Linked DNA regions of Drosophila melanogaster: region 2 is linked to region 1. A link is a contact called in public targeted proximity ligation data. All regions are on one chromosome and are shown on one strand. The core of a region is the stretch at or near the end of the contact, and the rest is flanking DNA. Distances in the headings are between cores, read along the strand shown.

Region 1 (5,782 bases), core at 2,337-4,836:
GATCTTGGCGAGAGTCAAGGTCTTTGCGTCGTGGCCACGGCCCACATCTTGACTCCGATCCGCGGTGGAGCACGCCTAGGTAGTCCGCCGGCATAATTAACATGCGCCAGAGATGCCAACGACTTGTCAGTTGGGGAATACAAAAAAAAAAACAAAACAGCGAACAAAGGCAAATTCCTCGCTGGTGGGTGTCTTCTTCACATAATCTCCAGCCATGGATGCCCACTTTTCGATCGCTTCCAATGGGTATTTCGTATTTCAGTTTCTAGTTTCGCTGCACTTGCCCCATGCAGTGGTTACAAATCTAGAAAAGATTTTATAATTTCTGCAGTATTTATGGATGTTTCATTGATCTGCGGCAAACGTAAACATTGAAGCAAAGGAACACTGCTGGCATCATTGTATCGTACTTTCACTACTCTTCTAGGAACAAGCCTACGTGACATCATTTTTTTTGCATACTAATCCCCAACTTCTTAATGAGATTCTTTCACATGCTGCGAACTAAAAAAAACGATCCATTTATCGCCGGCTTTCCCCATCTGCGGTAGCTGAAAACCTCGTTTAGGAGCAAATAAAAAAATAACAAAAAAAACTCTCTAATTGCCGACCTTTTCGCAGACGAACTTTCCTCATAATCGCGTCTGGCTGTCGTGTCCAGTCTTTTGGCCATTTCATTTGGCCCGTTGCAGAAACCGCTCACTTTCGGTTAACAAATCTCCGGCTGACCTCGATGCAGGCCACACACGTAAAAGGGCTGGGAAAAATAGAATGAACTTCTGCGCTTTTCATTAATAAAGTGCCGCTGTCTGCCCATTCCGTCCGTTCGTTCGTCCGTCCGTCTGTGCCAGTAACACATATATTACATAGTAAAAGACCAGGCCAACGGGCAAGTAATCAAGCGAGTTGTGTACCAAGAGTTACGCGGAGTAACCAGTTACGTTTTATGACCTGGTCGCTCCGTAGATGGCCAGCAGTGCGGGCGGCTAATGAAAAGAAATGAACTTACAAGATGGACTGTGACTGTGAGGAAGTTCTTGAAACGTGAAAAGATTGGGCAACATTGCAGCTCTGGCTATGATTTTCCCGCACTTTATGGGCCGCATTTCCCCGAAAACGCAGCAAGTCCAAGAGCAATAACTATGGCATGGCTGTCACTTGTGTCGCTTCATTGCGGAAACCATTCAAACGAAATTTCCCTCATCGCGCGACAAATTTCGGGGACACCCAAGTGGAGAGGAAGTGGAATCCGACTCTAAACGGCGATTACCGGCGGGTTCAGGTGATGAGAGAACCGAAATAACGCTATTTTACGACTGCTACATGTGGAAGCCCTGAATTTATGTGGAAATAAAGCACGACATATCACACACACATCACGAACAGATAGCAACAAATACATATGACCAACGACAGTTTATTAATTATGATGAAATGCCCCGTGCTCCACTAATCCCTTCCAGCGAGCAGTGGCGCCACGGGGCTTAAGCTCCCAAAATCCCCGGGTGGAAATTCAGGAAATGTTTGCCCAGCACCATCGACAAGCTAAAGGCGGAAATTGATTTATAGTGCTAAGCCTAAAGGCTATCCCATTGGATCAGCACTCGGGAAAATCAACAGCAGAAGTTGCACTAAATGTTCTATACTCTAGGAAATTCGTGTCACTTCGTAGAGCTTTTCAACTAAGGCTCATAAGTTTTTTTTCACAGTGCATGCGGATGAGCCGCGACAGATCTTTCAAGAAGTGCACCCAATACATTTCCGCCCTGGGACAACTTCAATATTCTATTATTCTATTCTATTCTATTCTATTCTATTCTATCCTCATCCTATATCCTATATATCTATCCTACAGCTGATAAGCAGCGCCAATTGCTGCGATGCGGCTGATGCCTCAGAACATCCCACATCCCACGAGGCCAGACGAAAATAGCAAGGAAAGCCACGGCACGGCCAATAAACCTCAAATTATATGTGCTATATGTGCTTTATATTTATATATAGAACAAAACGAACAGAATAGAATAGAGGCGACACATTAAAACAAATTGAAATTACCAAATGCATCTATGAAATTTATCGCACGACAGCCAGACTGACTAAAAAGACACAATGGAGCTGAAGGGACGCAACGGCGAGGAATTAATTTATGGACATCAATCTCAATACCGCAGTTTCTAACAAAAGAGCCCATTGCCCCCGATAATCCCCCTTCACCAACGCTCAGTTCCACCCAAAATTTGTATGTTTGTTGTTTCGGGTTGGGAATTTATTTTTAATATTTTTTCGTAGCAATTTTTCGTCTGCATTCGCCGCCTGTTGCCATTGTGGGCGGCCAAACCCGATTCGAAAACATAATAAATTAAGAATATTTATTTGTTTGCGGTAATTGCGCGAATAATTGATGATTATGTGCCTCATTCGCAGCCACTGGAGTCCGTCGGGTCGTGGGCATCGGCGAATGCAACTGCCAGTGTGCCGAGTGTTGAATGGTTTTTAATTAATTCGGAAAAAGGGTTACATGAAGTTGACCTCTCATCACAGTAAATCTGAAAAGCTGCGTGGGTGCTTTAGTAATTTAGTATTCATTGCTGACATCGGTCAAGAATGATGAAGAAGAACAGCAACCAGGATGAACGAATTCCTTGGGTTCTCGAGAAACATTCGAAGGGAATTCTGTCGATCTGCTATCACATCCCATATTGTCTAGTGGTTAGGATATCCGGCTCTCACCCGGAAGGCCCGGGTTCAATTCCCGGTATGGGAATATGGTGAAGAAATATTCTTTTTAGAAATTTTCACTTTAATTATATTTATTTATTGGTCTATTTGTAGATCAAGAACAAAAAGGTAAAGCTTTATTCTTGATGAAAATTTGTAATTTTTTAATTATCAATTATCGTTAACCAACACTGAATGCAAGAATGTCATATCCCATATTGTCTAGTGGTTAGGATATCCGGCTCTCACCCGGAAGGCCCGGGTTCAATTCCCGGTATGGGAATATGGTAAAGAAATCTTCTTTTTAGAAATTTTCACTTTAATTATATTTATTTATTGGTCTATTTGTAGATCAAGAACAAAAAGGTAAAGCTTTATTCTTGATGAAAATTTGTAATTTTTTAATTATCAATTATCGTTAACCAACACTGAATGCAAGAATGTCATATCCCATATTGTCTAGTGGTTAGGATATCCGGCTCTCACCCGGAAGGCCCGGGTTCAATTCCCGGTATGGGAATATGGTAAAGAAATCTTCTTTTTAGAAATTTTCACTTTAATTATATTTATTTATTGGTCTATTTGTAGATCAAGAACAAAAAGGTAAAGCTTTATTCTTGATGAAAATTTGTAATTTTTTAATTATCAATTATCGTTAACCAACACTGAATGCAAGAATGTCATATCCCATATTGTCTAGTGGTTAGGATATCCGGCTCTCACCCGGAAGGCCCGGGTTCAATTCCCGGTATGGGAAATGTGGTTGAATTGTTTTTTCTTTTTCGAAATTATTTTAAAAATTCAATGTTGTACAAAATATAATCTCTATGACTTATCTGTCTCATACTTTTTCGTAAAATAAATAAAATTTGTTAAATTGATTATGGATGACAAAAATAAGGTATGGGATCATACGTACAGGCGAAAGAATGCAATAGTAAGCTCGGAGGAAGAGACGGATAATTTCACTGGAAAACGTATTAGCTACTTGTACAAAAATCATCGCAACTTTGATCTGGACCGGACCGAGCATGGGAAATACCGGGATTCCATCAGTGAAGGAGATGCGCCCATCTATCCGCTAAACTCGTCGAGAGATCCCGAGGATCCTGAGCCAGAAGACGACCCTGAAGATCGATGCCAAAAATCACCTACAGAATGTCGATGCAACGCATTGCTTTACGTTATCGGAGGATACATTGTCGGACTACTAATGGTACTAATATGGTACTATAGGAATCCCCAAGAGGCTTGCAAAGATCTGAATGGAAAATGGATTTTCATCGTTTTGCTTTCCTTTCTACTTATTATATTGGTTCGACGACGTCCAGCAAGGTGTGTTGGATTTGGAAAGAACTTTAAACTTTTTATTACTCCTTTAACAGGTGCATTGCAGTGTTATGCCTATCAAGCTTATCAAGCAATCAGTTTCGGATAGCGGTTATTGCATTATGTTTCTTGTTGGCATTTTCGGGGCCTGTAAAAAATATAATCCACAACACGTGTATTTTGGCCAACACTCTCACCTGTGAACAAAACGTACTCATCCAGGCTCTAATGCTTATGCAACGAATTATAAATGATCCTTCACATTCAGTGGAGGAGGCATTCAAGACAACTTTGGCCGAAGTTTCCCGGCTCATGAATAAATTGGACAAACTTTTGCTAAATCTGGAGAGACCCATTGCTCAAATACGTTTGTAATGAATAGTTTTGTTAGCTCGTTTAAGGTAACTTGTCATCCGCAGATGCAACTTTTAAGACCTGCACCGATTGGTTATTCTTACAGAAGGATCACTATGACTACAAGATGGGTTCTCCCTATAATCGCTGTTTGAAGGCTGGTAACTTGAGTATTGCGCATTGCAAGCGTGAATTCGGCGAAGGGCAAAAAGAGTGCTGTAAACTTGAACTATTTCTTTGGTTCTGTAATAGTCTCAAGACGTATACAACTTTTTTCGATGATAATATTCAATGGTCCCAGATGGTCATAAAGGATATATTTCAACGTGCGTTAAAGATACTTTAATGTTTTAGCTTAATTACAGCTTTAAATTTATCATAGGTTTGCAGTTATGCTTTGTAAAAATACGTTTTATTTTCATAACCACCATTAGTTTTGATCACAGCTTGAAGTTTAATTCAACAGGTGCATTTTCCTCTAACATAGACCAAATAGACGAACAGGATGTAAAAGAGGAATTTGAGGCACAGAGACACAAGTTACATTTCGTGTACCTATGGCTCAATTTGATTATCTTTATACTGCTGCTCACCATTATTTATAAATCTCTTTGCTTTTGGTTTCGCTACCTAACCGATAACGACTTTGAAAACTTCTATATAACAGAGGCCTTCGAGGACTACGATGACCAGTACTATCAGATCATGGGTTTAAGAGTCCTGCCCTTAAGCAATTGCGAAGATAACAAATTTGTGAAGGTAAGTTTTGAATTTAGCTTAACAAACATACATCTACTATTTAGATCTTTAGATAAGCTCAATGAGACTTCTGGCCAAAGAATTCGATACTATATATCGTTCAGCGATGTTTTTGGTGATCACAGGTATACAGCTTTTATGCATCTGCTTTGTGGATTACAGTCTTTATAGTTTGCTAACTTTAATGTCCTATCACGGACATATGATTGAAGATGTTAAACGTAAGATTTAATCTCAGATAAATATTTACTTTAAATTTGTACATTCCAGCTCCTTCTTATACGAAAATTGTTATTAACGGCGGAGGTAAAATTGGCGATATGCTACGAGATCTGGTTCAGGCATTTGAGCCAAGAACTTTCAAGATGAATACTCAAAGGTGTCTACCGATCCCAGGGTATCCAAAATACCTCCGATATGTGTGGATCTTATTGCTATATTTGCTGGCCTGGTTCCTGGTTTTTTGGGAGCCATACGGCCTCCGACAAAGACACCGTGTTATGATGTACTTTTATCCAGAGGAATCAAGGCGCAGATCTCACGATTTGCACGATACCATATTAATAAATAGAAGTGAGACATTTTCAGAAAAACATTCATGTCAAACATGTACATGTAT
Region 2 (5,782 bases), core at 2,295-4,794, 64 kb after region 1:
GACCAAATATTTTCGGTTGCAATATTTGCTCGAATCCGTAATTAAAACGTTGAGTGGTGGAGAAAACTGAGCTCTGCACTTGGTCGCTGGGCAGCGGGGCAAACAAGGTCAGAATGGGTGAGCCCCCTCCCCCTAATCTTTGGTATGGAACTGTCCCTGGTCTGGGGTGTCCATTTCCGCCGGCCAGGAGCGAGGGCACTTCACGCCGTTCGGGCAAATTAAAACGGAATTACAGAGCTGACTGGTCTCGGTTTAGCTGAGCAAATATCCGAGCTGCCGGGGATTGGGTTACGGCGGTGTCACGAGTGCAGACGGGTCGCAGACACCCGCCAGACACCTCCGCCTCTGCTCCTGCGGAAGGGGTTGAGTCGCATTCCCAGCTGGATTTGAAGTCTCACAAGTGCAGGCCACTCCACAAGGGCAACGGGTAGCTCAGCTCCGGGGTTGCCTCAGCTGGCCACTTGGCATAATAATATCTCAAATTGGGCCAAGTTCTGCGCGGCCAGGCTACTTGGAATACCAGAAACCAGAATCCACAATCCACAATCCAGAATCCCAATGAAATGCTATAAAAAAAAAAGATGTGCAACTTGCACAAGTTTTCGCTCCTCATCCAGCGAACAAACTTTTGTAATAAAATGTTCATTAGTGCTGCAAGCCCCTGCTGAGCAGCAGTCCTCGAAAGGGCCATCCAAAACTCCACACCCTGCTTGCCCCATCCTGATTGCCCCATCCAGCCTTTCATGTGTGGCCTCTGCGGCTGCGGATGAATTGCAGTTTTAATGTGTTGCCAGCACTTTAACTAACTGGGAATCCCGGCGAGATGCTGCTGCGAAAAATTCGCCAGATTGCAAAGTTGCTGATGAAGTGCGGGGGGGGGGACGGCGGGAATGGGGCTTCTCATGCGGATGAGGTCCAACTTTTGCCGCGTAATTAAAACCAAAGCATTGCCAAAGTGGACAAGCGCCCTTTAAACTGATTAGCGCCACGAGTTTCGCGAGCGTGGTCCAGTGGTCAAGTGCTCCTCGATTGTGAGTGGGGTTTTTTTTTTTTAACATGGCTGGTGAGAAGAAAATTAAGAGTCCAACCGAATGTGGTTTTTATTCCCCCTTATTCCCTTTTTTTTTTAACTGCGGCGCTTGCCAATTTAGGAGTTCTGCTGAATACTCAAATTAAATGCGAATGCGACGCAACTTAAGTGTGGACGATGTGATTTATATGTGAAGGTTTTGAGTTGGTTAGTTTGTTAATCAACCAACTCGGTTGATCATGCCAATTTGAAATCTCAATTTGCGTGTCAGCAAAAGTATTAACAAAGTATCCTATCACTTTACAGATCGCTATTTAAATTGTTTTTTCCCATGTACCCATGCCATTATCTGATTTTCTTATCCGCAACGCACCAAGCTCTATTTATTTATTCATTCTGATGACTTACTCCAGAGTCAGAGCCAATTTGGATTTGGCCATTGGAAACACTGTTTGCCCAGCTCCCTGACCAGCCTTCCGCTTTGTCTCAGCGTCTGGGCGAAATGCGGGCATCAACATTTGTGTTTGCACTGGTGTCTCCTTTTGGCTGCCAGAAATGCCAGTGTCGACATGTCCTGGGAACCATTCCAAATTCCGAGCGGTCTTCGGCATACATACAAATGTCCTTTTTTGGACAAAACTGCTTATTTTCAGTCCTGCTGCTGCACTGACCGCAAACCCAATGCCGTTGTCCTGCGTTCGTTTTGGTTTCTGGGCTTCTCGATTCGGTTTTGGGATTTGGGATGCACAATAATTTGAACAATTGCTACTTGAATGCAATGTTTATGTTCAATTATCGTGGCAGCACCACTGACCCAAGCGGTGGACTCCGTTCGGTTCGTTGCAGTTCATTGATTGACATTTTTATTATGCATATTCGCTGGTCTGTTATCCTTGCTACGCTCCCTCCCTTCCTTCCTTCCTTCCTTCCGTCCACCAACGCTGTTCATAACAATAAATTTCCAATTTGTCTTTAGCATTGGCCATAATGACGTCCACAAAAGAGACCTTAATCCAATAGATAAATTTCGAGCATTCCCTGGCTTCTTGGCCAGGACTCTTTGCTCCTTTTATGCGAAGGGAGACACAACTCCCACGATTCCTTCGACTGTTGTGGACAGTCTCATTACTTACTCCATTATTATTGGCCTTCATTCTCAATCAATTTTTCAATTCCACTCCCATTGCCATTTGCAATTGGCCCGTCAAGTTTGTATTTCGCCCCTTTGGTATCTTCAACGCCCGTCACTTCTGGCATTTCCATTGTTATTTGTTTGTTTGCAAATTTGTTCAAGAAGTTGTCGTTATATTCTATTTCGCAAGCTTTTCCTCTGCTCAAAATCAAAATGATTAAAACAACAGTTTGATACGAATTTTAATTCCCCTTTTTGCTGCGGAGTCAGTTAAGTGAGTCGCTTTCAGGACTCAGGGCATCATCCAGATCGCACGATCCCATTTGCATCTGCCTTCTCAGAAGCTGCTTGAAAGACGCGCCCCTGTCGGATGATTAGTGCTAAGATCCTTGGGCAGGATGGAAAAATGGGAAAACATGCGGTGGGAAAAACACACATCGCGAAACATTTGGCGCAACTTGCGGAAGACAAGTGCGGCTGCAACAAAAAGTCGCGAAACGAAACTCTGGGAAGCGGAAAAAGGACACCTTGCTGTGCGGCGGGAAGCGCAAGTGGCGGGCGGAATTTCCTGATTCGCGATGCCATGAGGCACTCGCATATGTTGAGCACATGTTTTGGGGGAAATTCCCGGGCGACGGGCCAGGAATCAACGTCCTGTCCTGCGTGGGAAAAGCCCACGTCCTACCCACGCCCACTCGGTTACCTGAATTCGAGCTCGAGTGTTTTGGGTGGCTGAGATTGCTTTGGTACGGTGGCTGACCTTGCCAGTGCCAGTGGGTCCATGTCCGTGGAGTGCTGGCAATGCGTGTCTGGCACAATGAAAACGCAGCAATGGAGGATGGAGGAACTCGACCTGAGGGAACGTGGGAAAAAAGGATTTACGATGAAGATGAGCTGAGAAACTCCGAGCTGATGACGTGCCTGGTCATGGGCATGTAGTGCAGCAACTGTGTTTTCGTATCTGCTTACCTGTTGCACGCACATGTTAAAAAGTCATCATAAATCTCAGTGGACGAGGACGAGGACTCTGAATCTGTTTCGCCTCTCTTTTGCGCCCAGTGAAAATATTTTCACTTTTCATGCGGGAGTTTTCATGCCGCCGATGAGGATGACTGGCCAGGATGGGTATATCTATCTATTAGATCTGTGTAAATTCCCAGCTTATCATGCAAAACACGTAACCACGTCGTCTCGATCCTTTCGGCCAGGAAGCCGAAAGCTACTCCTTTTGTGCAACATGCCGTGGTGACCTTTCCCGCGAACTCGTGACTGCAACGGCTCAGGCTGCCTAATAATTTGTATAAATATTTATTTTTGCTACCGATTTCTATCTGCTCGCTCAACGCCTCCGAGGGAGCTCTCGCTGGAAAAGGTGTGAAATTCGAAACCCCTGACAATGATGATCTTCTACGGGGAATCGGGGAATCAAGGGGAATCAGGACGGGGCTCGGTTTCGAATTCGATTCCATGACATGTTCTGCATTGCTGAGCCGATATACTTTATTTGCATTTTTGGCCACTTGCAGTGGCACGTTCCCTTAAAAACAACAGAATTATAGAAGCAATGTTTTAGCTATTGAACGGTTACGTATCAATAGAGGAATTTTAAAACTATTTCTAAGCAAGCAAATAGTTTTGCTAGTTTTTTTAGTTTAGAAACTAATTTACATTACCATTGTGAGCAATTGTGACATTGAAGTTATTTCTGGAAACTATTCGAAAGTGCGGAGCTAAAGAAAAAGCGACTGCTACTACCGATTTCATCATCTTTAATTGTGTTAACAATTTGTTTGACTTTCTTGTCTTTGTTTAAAGGCATCGACGGGAAACTCAGCAAAACAATGGACTTGGTACCTTTACAAATACAACTAAAATGAGCTTAAACCTCTTCTAGTACGTTAATATATATTACTAGTAATAATATAAAATGAGATAAAAGTCGGTTTTGCTGAAAGGCAATTAAACGCAAAGGCCTTGCTAGAATTTCGCAACATTGCAGAGATTAGAGCTCAGATCTGCGTAGTAGGCCATGACAAAGCGCAGATCGCTGGAGATCGGCGAGAAGACAGAAGACAGAAGACGACGCATTTGTTAGTCAGTGGCATTGGCAAGAAGTGCTGGCCCGTCTGGATGAGTCATTCACCGTTATGTGGCAAGGCGGCAGATGGGGGAAACCAGTGAATAACCAGCGACGAAAAACCTTCGAACCGCTCGCCTCGAGCTGCAGCAGTCGAGTGACTGCAGTGCGCACACCCCACCCACCCACACAAGACAAGATCCGGATGTGCCATGCAACACTTATACGGCCGAACCAAAACACAACATGTTCGAAGTGGCTCTCTTATACTGCACCGCACAGCGAGCACTTATAAAGGCCGGCTGCCTTGCCTTTCGAAAGTCAGTTGCGTGCGAGCCGCGAGCGCGAGATCATCAAACTGAGAAAGTCGGACTGCGACTCGAAACTGAAATTGAAACTGAAAGAAAGAAATATTCAAATTGTCGTGTGTGTGGGTGCAAGCAGAGAATATATATCTCAAGAATATCTGAATACAAGCTCCTGGATTTACGAGCAGCAAAACTAAGTTACCAATGTGCGAGCCGAAAAAAGCGAGTGAAAAACGTGCGAATATGCCAGCTAACTAAAGACATTTGGATTACAAGAAACCCACGCATTTTGGATTATAAACATTGCGACAGGCAGAAAAACCTAAGGTAAGCCCCCGACCCTAATGAGAAAATGCGCGAGAGCTAAAAGATACAAGATACAAAATATGAGTTGCGAGATACAAGCTACAAGCCACAAGGGATATGCAAGAAATGTGCAAATTGCAATAGAAATTGTCACAGCGGCAAAACAAAAGCATTTCAACTTAGAGGCGTAATGAGTTTGTTCAACCTGTGTGCCCGCTCGCTCTATCTCTCTCGCTCGCACCCTTTGCCCGTTTTTTTTTTTAGGGGTGCGAGTGCAGCAGAAAGCATAAAAAATGCAAATTACACCGCGGGCCATGTGAAACTATGTTTCTGACCAAACAGACAAAAAAAAAAAATGAGAAGAAAGAAATGATGAAAAGAAGGCCGAATGAATTAATTCATTATGTCTTAAAGCCCGCTTTCGACATCTCTTCTTCATGCTCGCATGGACATTCGGTGCAGTCTGCAATTAAAGTTAATAAATAAATTAATTAATAAGCGGCCGACTGCGATTTCGTGCCTTATTGAAATTGCTAGGCAACCGAAATGAAGAACATGAAAAGAGCGCCAGCCAAGGCACGGCACCCACTCACTTTTTCGAGCAGTGTAGGTAGCAGACACAAAAGCAACAACGGTGCGTGTGTGCAATGCGACTTGAGGCGAAAGAGAGAGAGGGGGCATATGCGAACACAATGAGTGTGAGTGGGAGAAACGCGTTTTTTTAAGTTTATTTTTTTTTTTTTTGTTGAGCAAGGCAATGAATTTGTTATTTTTTTTCCTTGTTGCGACGAACAGTTGTTTGGGGAATTTAAGAAGATTTGTGCTGTGACTGTAATTGAATCGAATGCGATTAACATAATTTGTGAGGAAATGTCTCTGGGCAATGAATTACAATAATGCCTGGCCATTAGCTGATTAGTTGGCCATTA

The links.
Region 2: a targeted proximity ligation map of the S2 cell line shows a contact between it and region 1, with 7 times the contacts expected there. A contact is called at or near these places in 23 of 107 Hi-C or Micro-C datasets (the Clone 8 cell line, the Kc167 cell line, the ML-DmBG3-c2 cell line and 10 more) and 2 of 7 datasets of targeted methods (both in the S2 cell line).

The regions. Positions count from the first base shown.
Region 1 is chr3L:1,395,000-1,400,781 of dm6, forward strand. CG32320 reads left to right here and starts at 3,587. Exons shown (of 9, transcript NM_001104002.3): 1 at 3,587-4,056; 2 at 4,107-4,417; 3 at 4,470-4,730; 4 at 4,787-5,163; 5 at 5,216-5,384; 6 at 5,434-5,736. The coding sequence starts at 3,605. The region is part of intron 3 of Ptp61F (Protein tyrosine phosphatase 61F); the gene reads right to left. It overlaps tRNA:Glu-CTC-3-4 (transfer RNA:Glutamic acid-CTC 3-4), which reads left to right and starts at 2,696; the gene lies at 2,696-2,767. It overlaps tRNA:Glu-CTC-3-5 (transfer RNA:Glutamic acid-CTC 3-5), which reads left to right and starts at 2,933; the gene lies at 2,933-3,004. It also overlaps tRNA:Glu-CTC-3-6 and tRNA:Glu-CTC-3-7.
Region 2 is chr3L:1,459,257-1,465,038 of dm6, forward strand. It overlaps lncRNA:CR44842 (long non-coding RNA:CR44842), which reads right to left and starts at 3,545. Exons shown (of 2, transcript NR_124753.1): 1 at 3,132-3,545; 2 at 1,447-3,015. The region is part of intron 3 of Ptp61F (Protein tyrosine phosphatase 61F); the gene reads right to left. It overlaps rho (rhomboid), which reads left to right and starts at 4,555. Exons shown (of 4, transcript NM_001274326.1): 1 at 4,555-4,874.